Linked DNA regions of Mus musculus: region 1 is linked to region 2. A link is a contact called in public HiCAR-type data. All regions are on one chromosome and are shown on one strand. Each heading gives the region's core, a stretch centred on a gene start, on an enhancer-like site or on the middle of the called end of the contact. The rest is flanking DNA. Distances are from core to core; before and after follow the strand shown.

Region 1 (7,089 bases), core at 2,069-4,568, 150 kb before region 2:
TTTGGACCTGTAGCAGCGCAGTACATCAAGGTGGGATCACTTAGCTCACGGCCACTGGGAAGCAGAGAGAGAGAGAGAGAGGATCAGGCCAAACCCCAACGACTTAACTTACCCACTAGTCCCTCCTCTTCTCCTCCTCATGTGTATTACAGACAGCGTCTCACTGTGTAGCCCAGGTTGACCTCACACTTGCGGCAATCCTCTTGCCCCAGCTTCCTAGGTGTTGAGATTACAGATATCACACCACTACATCTTGCTGGTCCTATCTTGGCTGCAACCAAACCTTGAACACATGAGTCTTGGAGGAAATACTGCAGCCAGAACAATGTTTAGCCGTATATCTGCATATCCTGTGGCTCAATCAAGTTGACCAACTTGATGATGTAACTGCATCACACACAGAGCAGGGACAGCCACTCAGTGGCTTGGAATCGACCCTAGGCTAACCTCGGTTACAAGGGTAACTGAGATAATGTTCCTTTTTCTTTTCTTTTTTCCTTTCTTTGTTTTTTGTTTTGTTTTGTTTTTTGTTTTTGTTTTTGTTTTTGAGACAGAGACAGGGTTTCTCTGTGTAGCCCTGGCTGTTTTGAAACTCACTCTGTAGACCAGGCTGGCCTGGACATCAGAGATCTGTCTGTCTGTCTCTGCCTCCTGAGCACTGGGATTAAAAGGTGTGCTCTTCCTATTCAGAGTTCTCTCTGCTTACTGAGGCTCCTTGTGTCAAGACAAGTCAGAGGGAATGTACATATTTATTTATAGGTTTGGGAGCAACTTAGTCACTAAAATGAGATACACTCTTTTGGTATCTGTTGACACAAACAGGAAAGCTCACGCCTCTAATCCCAGCACCTGTGGTTAATTCCTAGCATCTCTGGTAGCTTACAACTCTAGTTCCAGGGAATCCAACACCTTCTTCTGGCCTCTGAGGGCATCAGGCACGCATGTGATGCACAGGCATACATGCACGAAAACTACAATAAAACCTGCCTCAACCAAGGAAGGAGAAGGAGCTCCCAAAAGCTGTCCTCTGACCTCCACATGCATGCTGTGTGGCACACACACACAGTAATAACAAAAACTACAACTTTTTAAAATGCCACCTATATTTCCAGTGGATGGGCAGCTCTCCCTACGGTGACTCAAGGATCCAGGCTGCAACTCTGGCTCTCCCATAGATCCTAGTAGTCATCTCCATGCTGCCAGCAGAAAGGGAAAGAGAATCCTTGGGGGGGGGGGGCGGGGTGGGGCGGGGGGGCGGGGTGGGGGGGCGTGGCACACTTCATTCTTGATTATGTACCACTGGTGAGAACCAGCCACAGAGTCATGCTGCAAAGGAGGCCAGGGTACACACTGGTCAGGAACTATAATTCCCAATGCTTAGAACAGCAGATTAATGGGGTGGACAGCCAGGTTGACTTTCTGAGAGAACTGGGTGGCAGGCATTTGGGTGCTCATATTCTAGTTCTGTGTCAGACTTTTTATTTATTCCTTTGTTTTGCCTATATGTACGTATGTGAACCTCTAGCATGCCTGGCACCCAAAGGAGGCAGAAGATGGTGTCAGATATCCTGGAACTAGAGTGGCGGTTGGCCTTCAGCCACTATGTGGGTACTGGGAACTGAACCTGGGTCCTTTGAAAGAGGAACACATGCTCTTGACTGTGTAGCCAACTCTCCAGCTCCCCTATCAAGGGTCTTTACGTTGTGACACCACTGACATGCTAGACTACTTAATTCCTCTTTAGAGAGAAGACTGTGCAGTGCACAGTAGGGTGCTTAACACCACCTCTGGCTCCTACCCATCTGATGCCAGTAGTTCCCCAGCCCCAGTCCTGACAGTAAAAAATGTCTCTCCAGCTGGGCATGGTGGCGCACACCTTTAATCCCAGCACTTGGGAGGCAGAGGCAGGTGAATTTCTGTTGAGTTCATGGCCAGCCTGGCTTACAATAATAACACACATAAATAAATAAATGTAACAAACTGTTTTATTATCTCTTAGCACTGGAAAATGTAGCCAGAGTTACAGAAGGTTGTGAGCCATATGTGGATTCCAGAATTAGACCAGGGATCTTGGCGACCACACCTGGGGCTCTAACAACTGAACCATCTCTCCAGTCCCACAGCTGGAGTTTTACAACCTCATGTGAATTGTTCTGACAAACAGGCCTGAAAACTCCAGGTTTATGACTTTTTATCACTTGCTGTTTAGTTTGAAAATAGTGTGCAAACCATGTTGGCTATTCTTGGTTGTCAACCTGACTATATCTGGAATGAACTACAATCCACAGAGGGCACACTTTTGATCTGGATCTTGAAGCAGGAAGACAACACAAGATCTTAATCTGGATGGACACACATCTTTAATCCAGATCTGGAGGACAACAGAAGATGGGAGCGTTCCTTCTTCACCTGCTTGCACTTATTGCCAGCACGTCTATTGGAGCCTAATTCTTCAGGGTTCCAGCTTAGACAGAAGACCAGCTGAAACACCAAGCCTTGTAGGACCGAACTACTACTACATTCTTGGACTTCCCACTCACAGCTGGCCATTGTTGGGTTAGTTGGTCTGCAGCCTTTAAGTTGTTCCAATTAATTCCAGATAGATAGATAGATAGATAGATAGATAGATAGATAGATAGATAGATAGATAGATTCATTCAATAAGTTCTGTAACTCTAGAGAACCTTAATACAGAAACCTTGGGCACAAAAGTCACCCTCAAGTAAGAACAATTGTTCTACATAAGAAAGAAACAGTCAGGGGCTGGAGAGATGGCTCAGCGGGTAAAAGCACTGACTGCTCTTCCAAAGGTTATGAGTTCAAATCCCAGCAACCACATGGTGGCTCACAACCATCCTTAATAAGATCTGACACCCTCTTTTGGTGTGTCTGAAGACAGCTACAGTGTACTTAGATATAATAATAAATCTTTAAAAAAAAAAAAAGAAAGAAACAGCCTGTCAGCTGGATATTGAATGTAATGAAATAGCACCTTCAACCTCTTTATCACTTGCAAAGCTCCGAGGATTGCTGTTCCGTTTTGCTCACAAAATTACTGACAGAGTAGCAGAGGCGCTGGCTTGAAGACCCAGAGAGAACCGCATGACGTGTCCTCAAGTTCTCAGCTGAGCTGTTACCAGACTAGGAGAATAATCTCCAGAGATGCCGCACTCACTGCTTGGCAAAGCCAGGACAACTCGAAAAGAAACACTCTAGCGTCCTTTGCAATTTAGTGGGACCATGTGACAATTACAGAAGTGACCTGAAGTGATGTGTACTACTCCTCGCTAAGGCTTCTAATTGTTCTCTTCCTTTGTGACTGGAACTAAGACTCTTTTGTTGCTTATTTTGTTTTGTTTTACCACGCTGGCTTGTCTGTAAAGAATAGTCTTTCTGGGCTGTTACATGTCCCCTGAAATTTCTATGCAGAAACAAGATTTTTATTATTATTATTTGCGTAATGTAAGACAATATTTTTGAACATCTAAGCAATTCTTGTTCTTTCCGAGGGTGATGAAACAGGCTCTTAGGAAGGATGTTATTTCCAGGAAATGGACTGTAATGATTCCTTTGTGTCTGTTAAAAACAGGAAGTAGTAACAGCCAGGCAAGCCTTGGGATGCCAATAGTTTGCTTTATCTCCTAAACACCTGCCAGCAGGGTGTTACTTTGCTAAACAGCTTTCCTGGCTGTTGTGGATGGGGGATTCCTTTGCACTCCACGGAAAGCTCTGAGCTGAGTGTCTGGGCTTAGCTTGTCGTCCCCATGAACTCTAGATTTGCAGACTGCTACAGATTGAAGTATTAGATTCTATATTCATAAGAACATACAAGGCTCTAGAAACTCAGTAAAGGTGGTTATTGGAAAATAACTTGATTGCGATGTGTGATCAATCAATAAGGATTCATTTGAAACACAACTGGGAAGAAAGAACATAGCTGCTGGAGTTTCCGAGCGATGAGGATTCTCATGTAAAGTCTAAGTATTCCAGCTGAGCAGCGCAATCTGGACCCGAATAAGCAAGTTTAAAAAGATTTTTGTTTTTAATTATGTATCTGTATGTGTATCATGTATAGTGCCTGCAGAGGAGGGCATCTAGTTCCCCAGGCACTGGAGTTACAGATGGGTGCTGGGAACCAAACGGGGAGCTCTGCAAGAGAACCAAGCTCTAAACTGTTGAGCCTTCTCTCCAGCCCCACAGCTGATTTTTCACAACCCCATGTGTGTAACTCTCTACAAACAGGCCCGAGAACACCAACCTTGATTCCTTTCTTTCACTTGCTAGTTAGTTTAACAAAATAGAATAACTGGTGGTGTCTATCATTCAGTGAAAGTCCAGGACACTGTCCAAATACCTTTCCAGGCCCCGTGCTCTCTGCTGGCTGGCTGGGGCCTCCTCAATCACCAAAGAATCAAGTGTGGAGATGGAGTATACCAGGAAGTGCTTGAACCAGACACTGATGAAACCTGTCCCTCCTCAGCCAGCAAAATGTAGTGAGAATATTGTTATGTTTCAGGCTTCCGGTTATATATCAGCTTTACACTGACGTTCCCAGGCCACCTAGGGAGAAGGAGAACTGGCTATTCATCCCATACCACCAGTAGAACTGTGTCGCTCTGAACATTTTATATAACCTGCCTGCATATACTGCTATAGTCTCTTCCAGTCCACAAATCCCACTCTCATTGAAAAGCCTCATGCCCGACATAAGACGGCTCATTCAATGCTCAGTGTACAAAAAAGATCTGAAAGGGCTGGAGAGATGGCTCAGTGGTTAAGAGCATTGGCTGCTCTTCCAGAGGTCCTCAGTTCAATTCCCAGCAAACACATGGTGGCTCACAACCATCTGTAATGGGATCCGATGATGCCCTCTTCTGGTGTGTCTGAAGACAGCTACAGTGTACGCATATAAATAAATAAATAAAAATAATAAATACATCTTTTTCTAAAAAAGGATTTTTAAAAAGTTTATTTCACATGAAGCTGTTGTCGTGTGACTGTTTTTTTTTTCTTTTTGTGGGGATGAAGCACACCAGGACACAGGATCTACGAATGCTGCCATCTTTAAGCATTTGCACGGTTGTTTCACAGTGCTCTGCATCCTCTACCCATCAGTCTCTGAGGCTCTTTTCATCTTTGCAAAACCAACATTCTGTACTACACAATCCACACCCCTCTCTTTCTGTGCGACTCTTTGAGTGTGACTGCCCTAGGCATGCCCGTTTGTGAAGTCGAGCAATATTTGTTATTTTGTGATGGTTTATTTTACACAGTTCACCCATACCATACTACGAATTAGAATTCCCTCTCTTTTTATGGCCAAATGTAACTCCCTGAATGACTACATGACATTTTTATGTAGCTGTTTGTCAGCAGGCCTAGGTTAGCTCCACCTTCTGGCTGTTCTGAATAAGTTATGAGGGTTTTTGTTGTTGCTGTTGCTATTTGTTCTGTTTTTGTGCTGTTGTTTGGAAACAGCATCTCACTATGTACTCCTGGCTGACCTGGAACTCACTACATAAACCAGGCTGGTCTCAAACTCAGTGATTCATCTGCCTCTGCCTCCCAAGTGCTGTGACCAAAAATGAATGCAAAAACTCAACAGAAATACAGAGATACAGATACTTAACAGAAAAGGAAATAAGCAGGTATATCAAGAGGTACACTGGGTGGCTGTCTTAGTCAGCGCATGCCCCCATAACAAGCCCACAGGGTGGGTGCTCAAGGAACTGGATTGACCCCCCCCCCCACAGTTCTGAAGGATGAAACTAAAGGGTACCACGTGAAATTCTAGTAAGGATGCTCTTCCCAGCTTCCTCCTTCCTGTGTTCGAAATGGCCTTTCCTTAGGGACATTAGGGGACACAGCAAGCTCTTCGGTCTCAAGAGCTCAACCCTCTAGACTTCATCTAAACACTAATTACATTCCAAAGGCCAGCCAGTCTCTAAATAGCATCGCACCGAGTCTAAGGCTGAAGCCGGTAACTGCTGAGAGGATGCAATGCAGTCTACAGTGATCCACTCCAGGTCCCCCAAATTTATTCATTCTCTCTCTCTCTCTCTCTCTCTCTCTCTCTCTCTCTCTCTGTAAATGAGTGTAGAGAGGCTAGAGGGATGGTTCAGCAGTTAAAAGCATTGACTGCTCTTCTAGAGGACCCAGGTTTGACTCCCAGCACCCACCTGTGTGCTCAAAACAGTCCGTAACTCTAGTTTTAGGGGAACCTATTCCACTGGTCTCTGAGGCACCTGTACTCATGTGCACACACCCATTTGCAGGCACACATACCCACATATAATTTAAAAATTAAAAGTAAATCTTTTTTTTTTTTTCTTTTTGGTTTTCGCACAGGATTTCTCTGTATAGCCCTGGCTGTCCTGGAACTCACTCTATAGGCCAGGCTGGCCTTGAACTCAGAAATCCTCCTGCCTCTGCCTCCCAAGTGCTGGGATTAAAGGTGTGTGCCACCACGCCCGGCTAAAAGTAAATCTTTTCTTTAAAAATAAAGAGGAAGAGAAGGAAAAAAGAAGAAAAAGGAGGAAGAAGAGGAAGAGGAAGAGGAGGAAGAAGAATATTTAGAGCATTGCTCTTCATAATAGCAAGAACCTACAAACATATTGAGTGGCCATCAGTGGCCTAGTCGAGCAATAAGCCACAAGGTATAATAAGCCTGCAAAGGGCCATTACACAAAGTGAAGGATGTACACTGACATCCACAATACAGAGTTCTACTGACACATTTAGCACATGAAAAAAAAGTTGCTCCACACACACACACAAAAAATTCATACAGCAAGATGAATTTTTATAAAGCTAAAAATAACCCAAAGCAAGAATAGATAACCCTGTAGAGACATACACAGGACACAAGGCCTAAAGGGATGTAGACACCACGAGGCCTGGAGGCACAGGGCCCCAATCCCACTGGTTCAAGGCCAGTCTGAGTAATTTACCAAAACCCTATCTCAAAATAAAAGTGTAGACAGGACCCTGGGGGTATATATAGCTGTGACAGAGCACCTACCCAGAATGCACTGGGCCCCAGGCTTGCCCTAGCACCATAAACCAACAACCAAAGCAGTAGAAATGCAA
Region 2 (6,865 bases), core at 2,238-4,737:
ACACATGGGCACTTCTCACACACACAGTCACACATGGGCACTTCTCACACACACAGTCACACATGGGCACTTCTCACACACACAGTCACACATGGGCACTTCTCACACACACAGTCACACATGGGCACTTCTCACACACACAGTCACACATGGGCACTTCTCACACACACAGTCACACATGGGCACTTCTCACACACACAGTCACACATGGGCACTTCTCACACACACAGTCACACATGGGCACTTCTCACACACACAGTCACACATGGGCACTTCTCACACACACAGTCACACATGGGCACTTCTCACACACACAGTCACACATGGGCACTTCTCACACACACAGTCACACATGGGCACTTCTCACACACACAGTCACACATGGGCACTTCTCACACACACAGTGGGAACATCAGGTAGGTGGATCACAGGGAAGGAAGGCATCTCAGCTGGACGCCTCAGATGCTATCTGAAAGAATCCCTAGCCTTTGGTTGGTGGGAACTAGGCAGCTGCTTCTATATTCCCAAGTGTTTACCCAACGGTCACAAAGATGCTAGGTCAGATACAGAAGTGGGGAGCAGACAGTTTGCAAGGTGTCTAAGGACACCCCAATATAACTTGGTTCTGGACATGCAGCCTTTCAACTTCTGTGTCGTTGCTAATCAGCGAATCGGCCTTGCAGAGGGCTCAGTGCAGGAACACAGTACAAAAGGACTCTTCAGAGACAGGCTCCACAGGCATGGGCAAAGCTCTGCTTGCTTACACCTGTGGCTATGGAAATACACTTCTTCCCCCAAACAAAGCAGGCTAAGAACACTATTTGTTCATTATCATGTAGATTTTTACATGTGGGTATACTGCTTTATGTAAACGTGGTTTTATCACTATCCATCCTATTAGAATAACTATTTGAGGTTATTTTTTTACTTTTTAAAGAAACTCATTATGTAGCTCTGGATGTCCTGGAACTCACTATGTTGACCAGGCTGGCCACAAACTTAGAGATATCCACAAGTCTCTGTCTTCTGAATGCTGGGATTAAAGGCATATACTACTACACCCAGCTTCCCATATTTTATTTATTTTGTACTGGTTCAATATTTCACTATCAGAATAATGTTTGTATTTTCTTTCCATTTCTTTCTTTTTCTTTTTAAAAAAAGTATATATGGGCTGGCGAGATGGCTCAGTGGTTAAGAGCGCCGACTGCTCTTCAGAAGGTCCTGAGTTCAAATCCCAGCAACCACATGGTGGCTCACAACCATCTGTAATGAGATCTGATGCCCTCTTCTGGAGTGTCTGAAGATAGCTACAGTGTACTTACATATAACAAATAAATCTTAAAAAAAAAAAAAAAGTATATATATAAAGGTGTGGGCCCAGCTCCTACTGTGAAAAGGCAGAGAACCAAGGTGTTTATTGGCTCCTTAAAGGGGGGACCCACAGGATCATCTCCACACACAGCAGAACCACCATGATGATAAGGTACAGCTTCTCTAGACTGTAAAGTTCTCATAAGGGGACACAAATAAAAACCCAAGGAATAGTTTGAAGCACCTGAAGACTGTGGGGGGAGGGGAGAGGGGTGTCTGGATGAACCTGTGCTAGGGTTTGGCTGTGTCCCCTGGAATTCATGTGTCTTCAGAGCCCCAGTGTTTAGGGTGAGGCCTTTTGGAAGTGACAGGGTTATTTGTTGTAGGCGTGGCTTTGTTCTAAAGGAACTCTTTGGCTCATGGGCTCTTTCTGACTGACTGCCTTTGCCTTTGAGATGCAGCGGGATGCCCCTCACCGCGGTCATGTAGAGGCTGCTATGCTCTTGGACTTCACAGGCTTCAGAACTGTGATCCAAGAAAACCGCAGCTCTGCAGATGCCCTGTGAGCGGTGTTTCAGCTACAGGAACAGAAGACTGACCAAAACAGCCTGGTCTGGAAACCATGTAAACATCACACCTGTGAACTAGTTCTATGGCACATTTACACACATTTGTGGTAAAGACAACTTCCCTAGGCTTTGCTGGATGTCTGGTGCAAACTCTGTTATCATGCAAACTATTGGTAAATTAGTGGGGTGGCTACTATTGTGTTGGTGTAGGCTTGGTTTTGGCAGGTTTTCCTCAGAAGAGGAAGCTGGGTTGGGGTGACCCATCCTTCATGTGGTCCCTGTTTGGCAGACGCTGCTTTGCTGGGGTTTCCCTGGGTCAGGCAGGTAAATCAGCCCAAAGCCTGGCCAGACGACTTCTTGCTCTGCTTCTCCCTCTTGTTCTGAGGGTCTGACCACTCTCCAAGGCTTCAGAGGAACCGCAGTGAGTTGATTCTCATGTATCTGGAGAAGAGGACGTAGAGGTATCGGAACCAGAGGAGCTGGCTGCGGTGGCAGGACATGGCTTTCTGGAAGAATCAGAGAACATGCTGGCACTCACTCTGGGCCTGTTATTTGCAGACCCTCCCTCTCACTGCCCCACTGGGAGCTCTACGCTTTCTTAGATGTATATGTATGTCAGTGCTTGAGTGCATGGGTATGTAGTAACCAAGGAGGCCAAAAGAGGGTGACAGACCCCCTGGAACTGGAGTTACAGATGGCTGTGGCACAGGAACTGAAACCAGATCTTCTATGGGAGCATCGAGTGCTCCTAACCACTGAGCCAGCTCTCCAGCCGCTTGTTTTCATTTCACTGATGATGGTGTATGTATTTTTTTTTTTTTTTTTGGTTTTTTGAGACAGGGTTTCTCTGTGTAGCCCTGGCTGTCCTGGCACTCACTTTGTAGACTAGGTTGGCCTCGAACTCAGAAATCCACCTGTCTCTGCCTCCCAAGTGCTGGGATTAAAGGCATGCGCCACCACGCCCGGTTTATACATTTTATAATCAGGAAAAAAAAAAAAAAGCCCAAGTCGTTGAAAAGCTAGTCAGCCAGGTGGAATAATCTAGCATGTGGCGCACTGTCGCAGGTAGCAGGGCTTTGAAGAGCCAAGGGACATGAGGCTGGGGTCACAGTACAGTATCAGGAGATTCATATCTTACCTTGGCCTGTGCCACTTCTTTGCTGGTGAGCACAAAGAGAACATCCTGGGGTGACAGCAGAGTCCAGGGCAGATCCAGGAGGAAGGCGTACTTCCGAAGCGCGTTCACAGACTGGAGCGTGAGCACGGAGCACCCTGGGCAAGGAGGGATGGCGGATGGGATCACTGTGCTGCTCTCAGCCAGGTGCTCCCCTGAGCACCCTCCCTCTCCTAGTGGCTCAAGGCAGGCAAGGCAGATGCTCTTCAGCTGCCAGGTGCTTTGTGGCTCTCACCAGCATTCTCTCACAGGGGAGGACTGCCAGGTGGCAGAAGTGCTCCACAGCTGTGAGTGTCCGTGCAAGAGCTTCCACTTGGGCTGCTAGAGGGCTGAGGAAAGGTGATAAACAGGAACTTCTAAATTGGGAAACTAAAGACTCATTCCAGCTGTGCTCTGACACCAGGTGCTGGGTGAGCTGGCTCTCACCTGTAATCACAGCACTTGGAAGCCAGCCTAGGCTTCAGAGTTAGACCCCATTGCCGGGTCTGGCATGGCCTTGGTGGTGGGGGAGTGAATTGGTTCCCGCCTCTGGATCAGGACCAACTGGCCTTCCAAAGCCTCATGGGCTGCTGTGGGCAAAAGGCTTGTTTGCATAATAATGTACATATGTTTGCATTCCTCTGTTCCGGCCTAGCAGTAAATGATAATGACTCCACGGGATTCCGAGACTGCACTAGTCCTGGAGGCATAGGTGTGGCTAGTGTCTCAGCAAAATGGTAAATGCTGGGACCTACAAGACAGCCCTTAAGGTTATGAAAAGAACTCTAAAACCATGAGTTTGAAAATATAAAATTTCTCAACTATGTAAAATATGACTATGTAATATAAATTGTGTAAGGAGCTTCATAGATCTAAAGGGACTGAGGCAGCTGCACTGTGAGCCAACTTGTCAGATACTTAGGAGGAAGATAAAGAGATTTAGAGCAGGCTAAGTTTTGTTGTTGTTGTGCTTACATAGATTCCTGAGTTCAAGGTCAGCGTGGGATAAGGAATTTAGGTCCAGGCTCTGCAGTGGTTGAAAAGGTAATTTCTGGGTGGGGTCCCACCCAACTAGTTTGTTGCCTTGTGTAACAGAGGCAGGCGGATCTCCGAATTCTTTTGCAACTTTAAAAAAAATGCGCTTGCTCTCCCATAACAAAGGGCTGGGATCACCGGATGCAGTTTGATAGGATAATCCAAAGGAAGCCAGGAGTAGAGTAAAGGACTAGATTGGTATGTAAAATAAAAGATCAGTGGGAATGAGCTATGCAGAGAAGTTTTTAGGTCAGAGAACTGCTTGGAGAATAGGCACAAGCAGAACACAGAGGTAACTGGCTAAAGATCTCCAGAGAAGGAAAAACAGAGAAAGCAGACTGAAAAGCTGTCTTGAGCAGAACATAGGCCACCAGCTCAGACCCATGCTTTGACCTGAGTCGTTTGTTTCCCCAGGTCCCAGTCAGGCCTTCTCTCAGAACCCCTCTCCAAGCCAAGGCTGGTCCTTGGCACCCCATCTCTGAAAATGTTTTGGCATGGAAAGTCTCTTAACTGCTCTGGAGTTTAGCTTCCTAGTTGATAAAGTGGTGTGGGCAGTGTAGGCCTGCCTGTCTCACGTGGTGGACAATGGTGGCCAGTGGTGCTCCTAAGGCCTCACTCAGTCTGTGGAGACAGCACTCAGCTCCCGCGGTTCACTTTCTGATCTCATGTCACCCCTGTGAGGGAGGCCAGCCCAGAACCTGCCATGCACACCTTACAACACTGCACAGTCTAGGGCCACCCTGAATATGTGTCCTTCAGTCCCCAGCGGTACTGTTCTAGGACTGCCACAAATACTTCAATTACTGATGACCAAGTTGACATAAAATGATGCAGTGTTTACACAGAACCTATCCGCATCCTCTTGTATACATGAATTCATCTCCGGGTTACTTATACTCTCTAATGTGAGGAAATGCTGTGGAAATAGTTGCTGTATTCCATTGTCTAGGACTAATAAGAAGAGAAGAATCTGCATGCTCAGTATAGGTGCCATTTTTTTCTTCTTGCATATTTAAATATGTTTTTGCGTGTGCGTGTGCCTGCATGAGTTTATGTGCACCACATTCGTGCACTGGATGTCTGAATGCCCTGGGACTGGTATTATAAGGTGTTGTAGTCTGCCTGATATGGGTCCTGGGAACTGAGCCCAGGTCCTTTGCAAGAGCGTGCTTTTAACTGGGGAGCCTGGTCTCCAGCATCCCCTTGAATAATTCTGCTCCCATGGTGTTAAGTCCATAGATAACATAGAAATTAATAGATATGGAGGGCTGACAATATTTGCAAATTTCCTTGGTAAGTTCCTTACAAGAGTAGTGACTGTTGTCTATTTGCAAAAAACCAGAAACCCAAACAACAAAAGCCTTCTTTACCTTTAGGCAGCTTCCCTCCTGAGTGCAGGGCCCTGGAGGATGGAGAGGAGGAACATTAGAGGGAGCACGAGACACCCACTCTGCTGTGTAAACAGGAGGGACCTTCAGAGCAAGGCCTGCAGGCCCATGGCCCAGCCAAGCACACGAGACTCCCGGAAGTTTCTATTGCATAAGTCAACATCTAAATCTACAGGACTCCACACTTCTGATTATGGCATTTCATTCCCACACAGCTTAATCCAGAAGTTGGTCTGTGGATTATGGAATAATCTGGCCTCAAGTTTTGCCCATTAGAGATGAGATAACTACCCTCGATGTTTTTTGTTTTTCTCTAAAAATCTATTAGTGTCCTAGTTAGCTTTCTGTTGCCATGATAAAGACCAAGACCAAAAACAACTTTGGGAGGAGGAGAGGGTTTATATCATCTTAAAACTCCCAGATCACAGTCCATCAGGAGGGAAGTTAGGGCAGGAACTTACACTGGAACTTCGAGGTAGGAACTGAAGCAGAGGCCGCTCACTGGCTTGCTACTTTTGGCTTGCTCAGCCTGCTCTCTTATACACTGACGTCCACCTGTCCAGAGGACATCACCCACAGTTGGCAGGGCCCTTCCACATCAATCATCAAACAAGAAAATGACCCACAGACTTGCCTACAGGTCATTTTGATGGAGGCTTTTTCTTGATTGACATTCCCTCTTCCCAAATGACTCCAGCTTGTGTCAAACTGACAAAAAGCCACAAGTACAAGTGAAAGAATAGTAAACTCAGTGCTCCAAGGTATGCTAATCATAAAACAGATAGCGACATTCCTCCACCCACCTACTTCCTGCGTTCAAAGAGTATTCATTCAAAGAAAGTCACCCTGACCCACCCTGACCATTGCGGGAACCCGCTATGCAAAGGTGCTACTGTTAGGGGCTCTTAGAAACTGTCTTGAGAGTTAACAGTTACCATTCCTTGTGACACTTGTGACTTTGTACTTCCTTGTGACTCTTAACTGGTATTTTTGGTATTTTCCAACAACGCCCTCCCCACCTCCTTGAGTTGTGGTTTCTTCCTTTAAATACCCCCTTACTCAGCTACTCGGGGCGCCACGGTCCTCTACCCCTGCGTGGTGTATGACCGTGGGCCCGAGAGCGCTCTTGAATAAAAATCCTCTTGCAGGTTGCAGCAAGACCGTTTCTCGTTGGTGATTTTGGGGTGTCGCCTCTCCTGAGTCAGAACGTGAGGGAGTCCTCACGTTGTGGGTCTTTCACAAGCAGAGATGGAACTAGCTAAGTCCTACTCAAGGACCCTACCCACTGTCTGCTGAGGTGCTCCTGGATTGTTTGTAGTACATACCTGAGTGCAAATTAACAAGGCTCTAGGGGCTGGCGAGATGGCTCAGTGGTTAAGAGTGCCGACTGCTCTTCTGAAGGTCCT

What was found. HiCAR-type assays count read pairs that join an accessible place to other places.
Region 1: a contact with region 2 is called in a HiCAR-type map of embryonic stem cells, with 3 times the contacts expected there. The contact joins two enhancer-like sites. A contact is called at or near these places in 7 of 39 promoter capture datasets (the HPC-7 cell line, cranial neural crest, embryonic stem cells and 4 more), 4 of 484 Hi-C or Micro-C datasets (the G1E-ER4 cell line, embryonic stem cells and liver), 3 of 115 datasets of contacts at active chromatin or transcription factors (all in embryonic stem cells) and 2 of 9 other capture datasets (adipose tissue and pancreatic islet).

Annotation. Positions count from the first base shown.
Region 1 is chr11:62,657,635-62,664,723 of GRCm38.p6, reverse strand. Mmgt2 (membrane magnesium transporter 2) reads right to left here. Exons shown (of 2, transcript NM_175002.2): 2 at 1-54. Among named protein-coding and RNA genes, the nearest start is that of Mmgt2, 13 kb to the right of the region's middle. Within about 2 kb of position 3,318, at least 9 of the 459 cell types and tissues checked have an H3K27ac peak or open chromatin away from gene starts, as enhancers often do. A contact at or near this core is called in embryonic stem cells, where this site is marked.
Region 2 is chr11:62,508,428-62,515,292 of GRCm38.p6, reverse strand. Pigl (phosphatidylinositol glycan anchor biosynthesis, class L) reads right to left here. Exons shown (of 7, transcript NM_001039536.4): 5 at 5,442-5,473; 6 at 3,022-3,155; 7 at 1-2,389. The coding sequence ends at 2,291. Among named protein-coding and RNA genes, the nearest start is that of Cenpv, 27 kb to the left of the region's middle. Within about 2 kb of position 3,487, at least 40 of the 459 cell types and tissues checked have an H3K27ac peak or open chromatin away from gene starts, as enhancers often do. A contact at or near this core is called in embryonic stem cells, where this site is marked.